Linked DNA regions of Drosophila melanogaster: region 1 is linked to region 2. Evidence: chromatin contacts called from public Hi-C data. All regions are on one chromosome and are shown on one strand. Each heading gives the region's core, a stretch centred on a gene start, on an enhancer-like site or on the middle of the called end of the contact. The rest is flanking DNA. Distances are from core to core; before and after follow the strand shown.

Evidence for each region. Hi-C and Micro-C count contacts between places; a contact is called where the count stands out from the background.
Region 1: a Hi-C map of the Kc167 cell line shows a contact between it and region 2, with 4 times the contacts expected there. The contact joins the promoter of scrib here to the promoter of Cipc in region 2. A contact is called at or near these places in 3 of 107 Hi-C or Micro-C datasets (the Kc167 cell line, the ML-DmBG3-c2 cell line and the Sg4 cell line).

The regions. Positions count from the first base shown.
Region 1 is chr3R:26,534,329-26,539,124 of dm6, reverse strand. scrib (scribble) reads right to left here and starts at 2,775. Exons shown (of 25, transcript NM_001260393.1): 1 at 2,728-2,775; 2 at 1,341-1,754. The coding sequence starts at 1,502. It overlaps plum (plum,), which reads left to right and starts at 3,908. Exons shown (of 11, transcript NM_001260388.1): 1 at 3,908-4,401.
Region 2 is chr3R:26,103,904-26,108,408 of dm6, reverse strand. It overlaps Cipc (Clock interacting protein circadian), which reads right to left and starts at 1,541. Exons shown (of 5, transcript NM_001276054.1): 1 at 1,067-1,541; 2 at 1-824.

The DNA.
Region 1 (4,796 bases), core at 1,526-4,025, 430 kb before region 2:
TTGCAGATTCAATTATGCAGCTATGCTCTCCATTATGATGGCTGCACTGCTGTCAAAGAAAAAGCCAGTGAGTGCTGCCCACTTGGCGATTCATTCCCCCCTTTTTTCCCCCCGCCATTAATTAAAGACTTCCGCTCTCGGCCGAGGGAAACTTCTTCTTTTGTCGTAATTGTTGTCTTGGTAAATGGTAAACGGCGAGATGCTCCAGCAGATAGCTGACCAAAGGAGAATGGCCCTGACTGCGGGCTTTTCACGGGGAAAATACAAAAAAGAAAAAAAAAAGCTAAACAAGACGCCATAAGGAGGAACAGGGGGTGCAGGAGATGGGGGAATGGCCCTGGGCGGGGTCAACGCACCCGGGGATGCAAATTACGTGCCCAGCCATCAACCCCTTGAGCTTAGGACCAGGCCATTCGGTGGGACAAGTTTGCCAACGTAAAGCCATCGGCATCGCCATCGTCATCGCCGCTAGACAAGGCCGTTGTTCAAAGTTGTTAAACAGATAAAAGTGAGTGGTTTGAGCAGATCAAACAATCCTATCGGAATGTTCAACCTATTGGTCCATTGGCATTTATGAGCATATTTCTAGGCGACCGTCATGTTGCTTGGAAATTGATCTGGATTGTGGACTTGTTTGCATTGTAATTTGAATATTTCAAATAAAACAAAAGGTATACTCGTACGTGAGGCTTTTGCACACTGTATGTATGTATCTCTATACTTTAGCACAAACAAACACTGCATCTATTAATATTTAATTTTCATTTGCCGCCCACTTAGGTTAGGTTTTACTTTTTTCAAGCGAACCTGACTCGACGGCGTTTATTCAATTTCCCACGCACTTTGAACTATGACATTTACGGTTTTGCGCCAAAAGTTGAGATTCATTGAAGTCAGTCAGTCAGCGCAGGTTGATTTTCCGGAACCACGCCATATGTACAGTACAACTTTTTCTGATACCAACTTCTAATTTTTCTCTCCCAACTCACTACTGGCAAAATCCTAAACAATAATATACAAAATAATGTATCTTTATCTATCGTCGATTTCATTTTTTATGATTGGCAATTATTTTGCTTTTCGAATGACTATTTTTCGCCATGAATCATTAATTTTTCAAGACCTAATAAACTTTTCTGTTATTCATTGCAGAAGTAAACATTCGATTTGTGGTTAAATGTGCTCATGTTTTAAGATCTGGTTAGCAAGAAACCCAAATACGCATCATGAACGGATTCTTCACAATAATATGAAATGAAATAACTGCTTTTAACCCAATGTCAGTGTCCTTGGTCGTTTGGTCCAGTTCATTTTCAAGGATTCCTAAGCTACGCACTCACCTTGGGCAAGTCCCGGATGTGGTTGGCGTCGAGGAAGAGCTCCTCCAGGGTACGGGAGTACCGCAGGATCTCCTCGGGCACCTGCGGCAGGGAGCAGTGGCGCTTGTCCACGAACTCCACCTGCCGGTTGCAGCCCTTGAAGATGGGAATGCACTTGAACATGCTCGTCTTCGGCCGCGTCGGCTGTGACTGCTTCTTTTTGGACGTCGTCTTGCCGGCTTTTCGATTGTTTGAGGGGGGAAAAGGAGGGGGTGTTCTATTGTAACGTTAGCTCGTTTCGATCGTAGGATGTCTCTGCAGCACTTGGCTAGCTGGCGGACATCGACAGTGCCGGTGTAGCAGACCGATAGTTGGACACTTTCTTTCGCTATCTCGGGCTCTTATTTATCGCACACGTTTCGCCCACATTTTTCACTGTAATTAAATTTTACATTTTATTTATATTTATTTATTTGATTGCTTCTCGCATTGCGATTACGTTAGGCGTTGCGCTACGTGAAACGGCAAGGGAAAAACGTAAGATAGACTTTTTTCTTTTTTGTGTTTGCCTGGCCTTGCCATTTTGTTGTTGCGGCTCACTGGAGTTTGTTTGAAAGAGAGAGGACGAGCGAGAGAGCGCCAAAAGAGAGCCGCTTACACACAAACGCACAAACACGCGCCTGTGTGGGTAATAAGCGAAATAATGAATAATAATCAATTCTAATTGGCACTTGGTTGGAATGCCATAAAACGCATTGCATCACGTAGTTAGTTAAAAGAAACAAGAAACGCAACGCAACGCATCGCATTTGTTGCTTCCTCTCCACAGCGAAGCTGCGTGGAATGGTGGAATAGTGAAAAACTTCAGCGGAAAATTAACATTAATGCGACACACCCAAACGGACACACGCACACAGGGAAAGCCCGAAAGCCGGGAATCCAAATAGCTATTTCGTTACGTTACGTTTCTCTCGTTTTTGTGCCACTGTGCAGCGGCGTATGTTTTGGAATTTACACACACACGCACACGCAGGACAAGCGCACACACACGGACGAACGCACACATATACGCGCAGGCTGCGCAACAACAAAATGCTAGTCTAAGGCGGCGAGGAATCAGCGAAAAAGTGAAAGAGAAGGCGCTAGCTGGCGTTCTCCCTGCGTTTTTCGCACGCTTTGACGCGTTATTTGCACGAGTATTTACTGTAGTTACAGGGGCCACACAGAACAACGAAAATCGCAGCGAGCAGCACGTCTAAATTACGAACACGTACACGCACGCACACACACACACTCGCACGCACTCATGCAGTTAAAAAACAGGCGGTTTTTTCGCTTCCACACTCAAAAGCGGTCGAAAATCACGAGCGTTGGGTGAAAATCAACCGTTGTTTTCATCCGCGTTTACAATTTTTTCTCGTCGTCCGCCCGCGCGCAACAACAACTCTTTGCAGTATGACGCTCTGGAAAAACCAAGAAAAAGGTGACACTCCTCTTCCATCAACGAAGTATCTTCGCATACGTTCACACTTTGGAGAAATTTTGTGAATCGCCGTCTGGTCACACTACTAGCAACTGCGCAACTCACCTTTAGTAAAGACAACAACCATTCGTTTTATTTGCCATCTCTATTTCCGATTTTTAATCGGCGCCTTCCTATTTGAGATGAAGTTTAAGTTAATATTTTAAATTAAGATTAAAAGATAATGAATATTTTCATTAATTACGTTAAAAAAGGAAAATAACTTGAATACTGTAAAGTACTTGGTGTTCGGTAAGTAATTATAATATAATATAACACAAGATAATAATATAATATGTAATATTTTTCTAGTGCAAAATAAAAGTTACGTTTGTCTGTAATAAATTTAAATCTTAGTACTAGATTCAACAAACTGCATTTTTTTTGTGTCTCTTTTTTGCTTTACTCGCATTCCGTTTTGTTTGTTTTTCGCTGCTCGAAAAGCTTACGCTGCCGACTGCGACGTCGACATTGAAATTTTGGCGTCGCAAACAAAAACAAAAGTTGCCGGCTCTCTTCAAAGCTCAAATTGAGCAAGATAAAAGAGTGTACAAATTCTCTTAAGTTGCTGCTCTCTTACAACCGCTTAATGTTAAGCAATGTTAACCGATTTAAACCCAAAGGTTTTGTTCTTTGTATCTTGATGTTAAAAAGAGCTGAAATTGTTTAACATTTTTTTTTGTCATAGGAATGTGTATTTGATATTCCTTCATGTCTATTTGGTGTTTAAGAAGATATTGAGCATTATTTTTAGTGCTAAGTTTAAGTGAAGCCTAAATGATTAAAGCTGTGGAGTTCGATTTTTGCAATGCAAGACAACATCGTAAAGAAGAAGTAGAAGCTGGTAGTTTTTATCTTTTACGTTTTAAAACAGATGCGAATTTTCCATCTGATCGCAATCGTATTACATTCAAATCGGCGCCTTTCCCGAATCGGTTAACATAGCGCCGAGGAGAAAGAGAAATTGGGGGAGTATCACTATCGCTTTCTCGTTCTTTCGCCGAACGGGCTGCTTGTCGCCGCCGTTCCATTCATAAGCATAAGTTAAGCAGTGCGCCAAAGCTCGGCGAACAGTTTGGACGTGTTTGCTGCGTCGCTCTGTGTAATTGCGGGCGGATTTCTCTAGTAAATTTTTGCCGGCGCTTGTAAATTCGCGATATTTTCGACGACGCTGCGTGCTTGTGTGTGTTTCAAACAACAAACAAAAGTTAAACAAGCTGGGCAACAACAGTAATTGCAGCTATGTGTGCGTCTGTGTTTGCGTGTGTTTGAGTGCGTGAGTGCGAGCGAAACACAAACGTAAAGCGGAAATGCAAAAAAGACAACAAAGGTAGCAGAAAAGTAAAAAGTAAAAAGTAAAAGAGAGGAGCCGGTGCAGCCAGAAAGAGCAAGACAGCACGAGTGGGGGCTAATGAAAACGAAATGTGATTCATTGGCTTTATCAATTGTGCAAAATTCCGGCATTGTTTAGTCCTGGGCGACAAATAAATTATGACATAATACAACAAAGGGCGAAATAACAAGAAACTGGAGACGCAGCAAAGCACAAAAAAGCGTAAAGTGCGTGTATGTGTGCGAGTGGGAGTGCGTGTACGTTTGTGTGTGTGCGTGTGGGTGGCATCAGTATTTGAAAATTGAGAAATTCCAAACAAACAAAGCGGCAAAAAGGATATACGAATGTATGTAGCAAAGGAAAAACTCCAAGTACAGTAGTTGCTGCTGCTTCTTGTTCACGCAAAAGGCAAAAACGCAAAAAAGCAAAAAAACCCAAAGGCAAAATACCCGAAAAAGCAAAGGCAAAGCAGCAAGAGCGTAGCAAAAACAAAAAACAAGGAGCAAAACGGCGGCATCTCAAAAGCTTAGTAAGCTGCGCTGCTGCTGCCGCCGCTGCTGTTGCTTCTTCTTCACTGTTTTCTTCTCCTTATTTTTTATTTTTGCAAACAAAAAAGTATATG
Region 2 (4,505 bases), core at 292-2,791:
GTTAGGCAAATACAAAGTCTTCAGAGTGAGTAAAAAAAATAAATAAACAAACAGCTGTCGATTGTGGATCACAGCTTGAGCTTGATTCACTTTAGCTGAGCCATCGCTTCTTTTAGTACGCCGTAAAAACCAGCTGCAAAAGTGGCCCAGAAAAATCTCCCTACTTTTCTCTTCTTTCAAATCGCAGACAAAGCTCTATGATTACTTTGTGCTTATTTCAAGAATATTTCACACGATTTGACCGAACTCTTAATGGCTGATGTAAAACCAAAACATATTTACGTAAAGGAAGGAAGTACTTTTTTATCTTAGTTCTTGGAATTCGACAGCACAGAAACAAATAAAGGGCTAACACATCAACATGTTAAAGTTTTGTTTTCTTTAAGTTACACTTTGTTTCCCTTGCGAAAATTGAGTGCGTCTGGCAATATATGTAAACATTGAAAGTCCCTGAAGCCCAAAACATTATTCGAACTTTATGCTTTATATTTCCCGCGAGTATTTGAGGTATATAATAAAACAGTCGCAGAGAGCATTTATTTTTTTTTTAATTTTAATAGTAAGCCGTATTTAAATCTGGTTAACATAAGTTTGTTTCGTAATTTGTAAATTACTTTAAGTACGAGCTTTAAAGGTCACAGTTAGTGAGCTTAAGAAATCAATATTGCGCATACGCCATGTGGCCCGCCGAAATGCAGATGCAAGCGCAGCACAAGGAAGCCCAAATGCCAAAGGACACGCCATGAGTCATGTGATAAGGCCCACGGATCCTGACCTAAATTCGTCCTTCAGAAGGTGAGGCACGAAGCTTGAAAAAATCTCGCCTATACGGGGAAAGGAAATTCAGGGGGGATGCAAAAAAAAAAATACAGAGAACAGGAGGACAACCTCTCTAGTTGGCAGGAGAGCTTTCAGCATCGGAAGTCGGCTGTCAAGTGCAATTTTGTGTTTTTTTTTTTTTTTTTGGCTTTGTATTATTATTTAGCACCGCACGTGTGGCACACAAATGCTGATGCTAATGCCGGGAGATTTATGGCAAACCTTTTCGCGAGACCTGCCGACTTACCCAGACGCTGCGGGAATGATGTTGATGTCGTGTTTCTTCCGCTCTAGATACCCTTAATTTAATGCACCCTCATTGGGAATAATGAACATTATCTTTTCTTCTTATTTTCTGTATTTTTTCGTATTTGTTTTCACACGCTTTTAATCTATTCTAGGTAAGGGAACGTGTGTGTGCAAATTCGCAGACGCCAATGGCAACACGCGCGCCAAACAAAACTTTCGCTTTCGTTGCGCGTGTGGCCGTCACACCACTACACACAGCTACACTCACTCACACGCACACACACACACACACACACAGTGGCACACACGCGCGCTGGCAAACAACAAACACGGATATGCGAATACTCGAGTGCGACTGCAAAATACGTAAACGCTCGTGTTCAGCGCGAAATACAAAGCTCTCGTAGCTTTTCCAGTTTTTTGACCAAACTGCGAGACGAACACCTCGACCGCCCAAAGCAGAATGAACGCGGTCCGACGAACGAGCGTCGTTTTAATAGTAGCTCAGCGGGCACTCACTGCGCACCCCACAAAAGTGGCCAAATGTGTTAGGAAATTATTAAAAAAAAAAAAAAAGAAAAATAAATTTATTTTTGGTTAGATCATATTTTTAATCAAACATATTAAATTCTTAAAACCATATTTAACATTAAATTAGTTCTAAGTTCTAAATTTAGCAAATTTAGCCGATAAGCAACGAAATAATAAGTTGACTTTACTCGCAGAGTAATCAACAAATTACTATAGCTGGCCTTATCTACAGAAAACGGTTCAAATCATTTATTTGCACACACTCATGCTCGAGCATCCACCAAAATAAAATTATTTATAGCATCAGTGAAAAACTGTTGACACACATTCGCATTCAAAAGTCGCCAACGCATCTCAATCAATCGAAAAATGTTGCCGCAACATTGTTGCCAGCAACACGCCCCGAAAATGGGGAATCCCAGGGGAGAGCTGCTTTGCGTTTGGTTCGGGTTTGTTTTGGTCGTGCCTTTCTGGTTGCCTAAATCCGGACCCTCGGGCCAGGCCATCACCTCCCACTTCCACCCCCCTCCCCGTCGCAATAGAAGGCAATTTTGTCGCACGTGTCGGAAATTTTGTTACGGCCGATTGCTTTTGCTTCCTCTCCCTCTGCGCGATGGCTGTGAGTTTCAATGAGTTGTGTTTGCGCTGACGGGTTGCTATATATATATACACAGAGTACGGGGGAGATTCTTAAACCATAAAAAATAGATATAAATAATATAAGAAGTGTTGTTTAAAATAATAAAAGATTCATTTATTTTTGTACAATTTTAAAACCCTAAATGAAAGCTCTGTACTAACGTTCGACATTGCGAGGTCTTGCTGTACAATATGCATATATTTTTTCTGCTCGAAGACCCACTGTCTTGACAGATACATTTTCCGAGCGACCTTTCGCGCTGTTTTCGTAATGAAAAGGCAATTCAATGGCCTTTGGCTGTTGCCGGCGCAGCCGCCTGCGACACTAACGGTAAACGGGGAACGATGGCTGACTTCCGGTTTGGCTTTAATCGTCTGCTGCTGTCGTAAATGGCAGCAAAATCCGAGCAGCGAACAATAAAAGAGAAATTAGCATAACACATGAGACAACGACAACGACGCTCGTTGGAGGCCCCCTTGCGGAACCGCTTCCCCCCGATTTTGCCATGTTCTTTATGTGTGATTTTAATGGGCTCGTGGGTGTCTGGGCCATGGTCGCTTTTCTATTTCAATTGCCGACACGTGTACGCCGCGTAAAACAAAAGGAACACGACCATAAAAGCATCACGCACATGTCTGGCCATTTGCATTTTTTCCGCCCTTAAATTTCTGCACCCAAAGTGCCATTTAATTGCCATGAAGTGTAGGGGCGTGGCCACTCTTTTGCGTCAATGCAAAAGTTCCATAAACGTGGTCGTTATTATGTGGGCTGTCCATCCTATCAAGACGCCCGTTAAATAAAAGTGCGTAATCAAATCTAACGAGTATAGCCCGAACAACACGAATAATTCAACTGATTAGAAATAGACGAAAATAAACTGTACCGAAATAGCCTAAACACAACCATCTTGCCGTTGACATATTTATTGTTTTATTTTTAATTGATAATGGCATTTTAAGTGACAAATTTTATTATCTGTCCTTTAGTATTAAAATAATTGTGCCTAATTACTCCAAAAATAGCTATGTCGTGATAAAAATAAACCACAATATTGCTGGCTAAACACTTCAAAAACCGCAGATTGTATTTCAATTCTGCGGTTAATGATCGTGCGGCGAACACATTTGTTTGTCAACACTTTTACGTTCAGTGTATGCTATTGGATTGCCAAAAATAAAACATATTTGATTTGTTTTTGTCTGGGAATTTCTAGGGAACACAATTACTCAGCGGAAAAGCGGTTATCAATTGATACGGCGGTCAGCAATGATATGTTTTATTTTTAGACATTTCAGAGTATCGAATTTGCAAATGCTTTGACCGTATGTGTGTGTGGGTTGGGTGTGTGTGTGTGTATGCAAGCGTGTTCGTTGCGGTTGTGTGGGTAACAATAACAATAACAGTAACATGCGCCGACCGCTCGGTACTCATGGTGTTCGGTTTTTTATTTGGTTTTTTTGCCGGTTTTTTCTCCCGGCATGTGTCAGATTTCCAATACCCTTTAATGAGGTACTTCAATTTGTCAATGCTATTACAAAAATTAATGTGTTTTTAAAATCGATATTTTCAAGAATATCAACTAAAATTTGCAACATTCAAGGTTTTAGAGAACTTAGTTTAATACTTTAATACTTTTTTACCTAATAGAGTATATAAATAGCATTGTTCCGAATGGATATTGTTCTCAAGTTATTTCACTCCCTAGTGCCTTTTATAATTATTTTTATTCTCCGTAGTTGACTTTTGTTGTTTCCCCACACATGCCCAATGTCAAGGCCTCTTCGATACAACTGTGAAAAGTCGCCGAAAATACGCCTGTAAGTAAATTTGCATACAAATATTTGCATTATACATATGTACATATGTATGTACATAAATAGTCGCTGCTCCAAATGCAGGGTGGGAAATGGTGAAAACAAAAGGCTGCCACGCGCTTTTCTATGGGGAGCAATACGTTGGAACACAAGCCGATGGCCCCCAGCGGATCAACATACAAAAATACATATAATACCCACTGATACCGACAATTTGATAACATTTTGGCAGCGAAAACAAAGTACGCACCTGTCGCAAAACAACTGGCAGCAAAACAGGTTGTTAGTAATATTAAATTATATTTTCATTCATATTTTTAGTTAACTGAAATATATACAGCCATATCTGTAAGTGCAAAACAATGAGTATGCAACCGGAAACCACTTCACATTAATATATTTATAACCAATAACCAATAACCAATGTTATGTACGATAAATTTATACTTTAT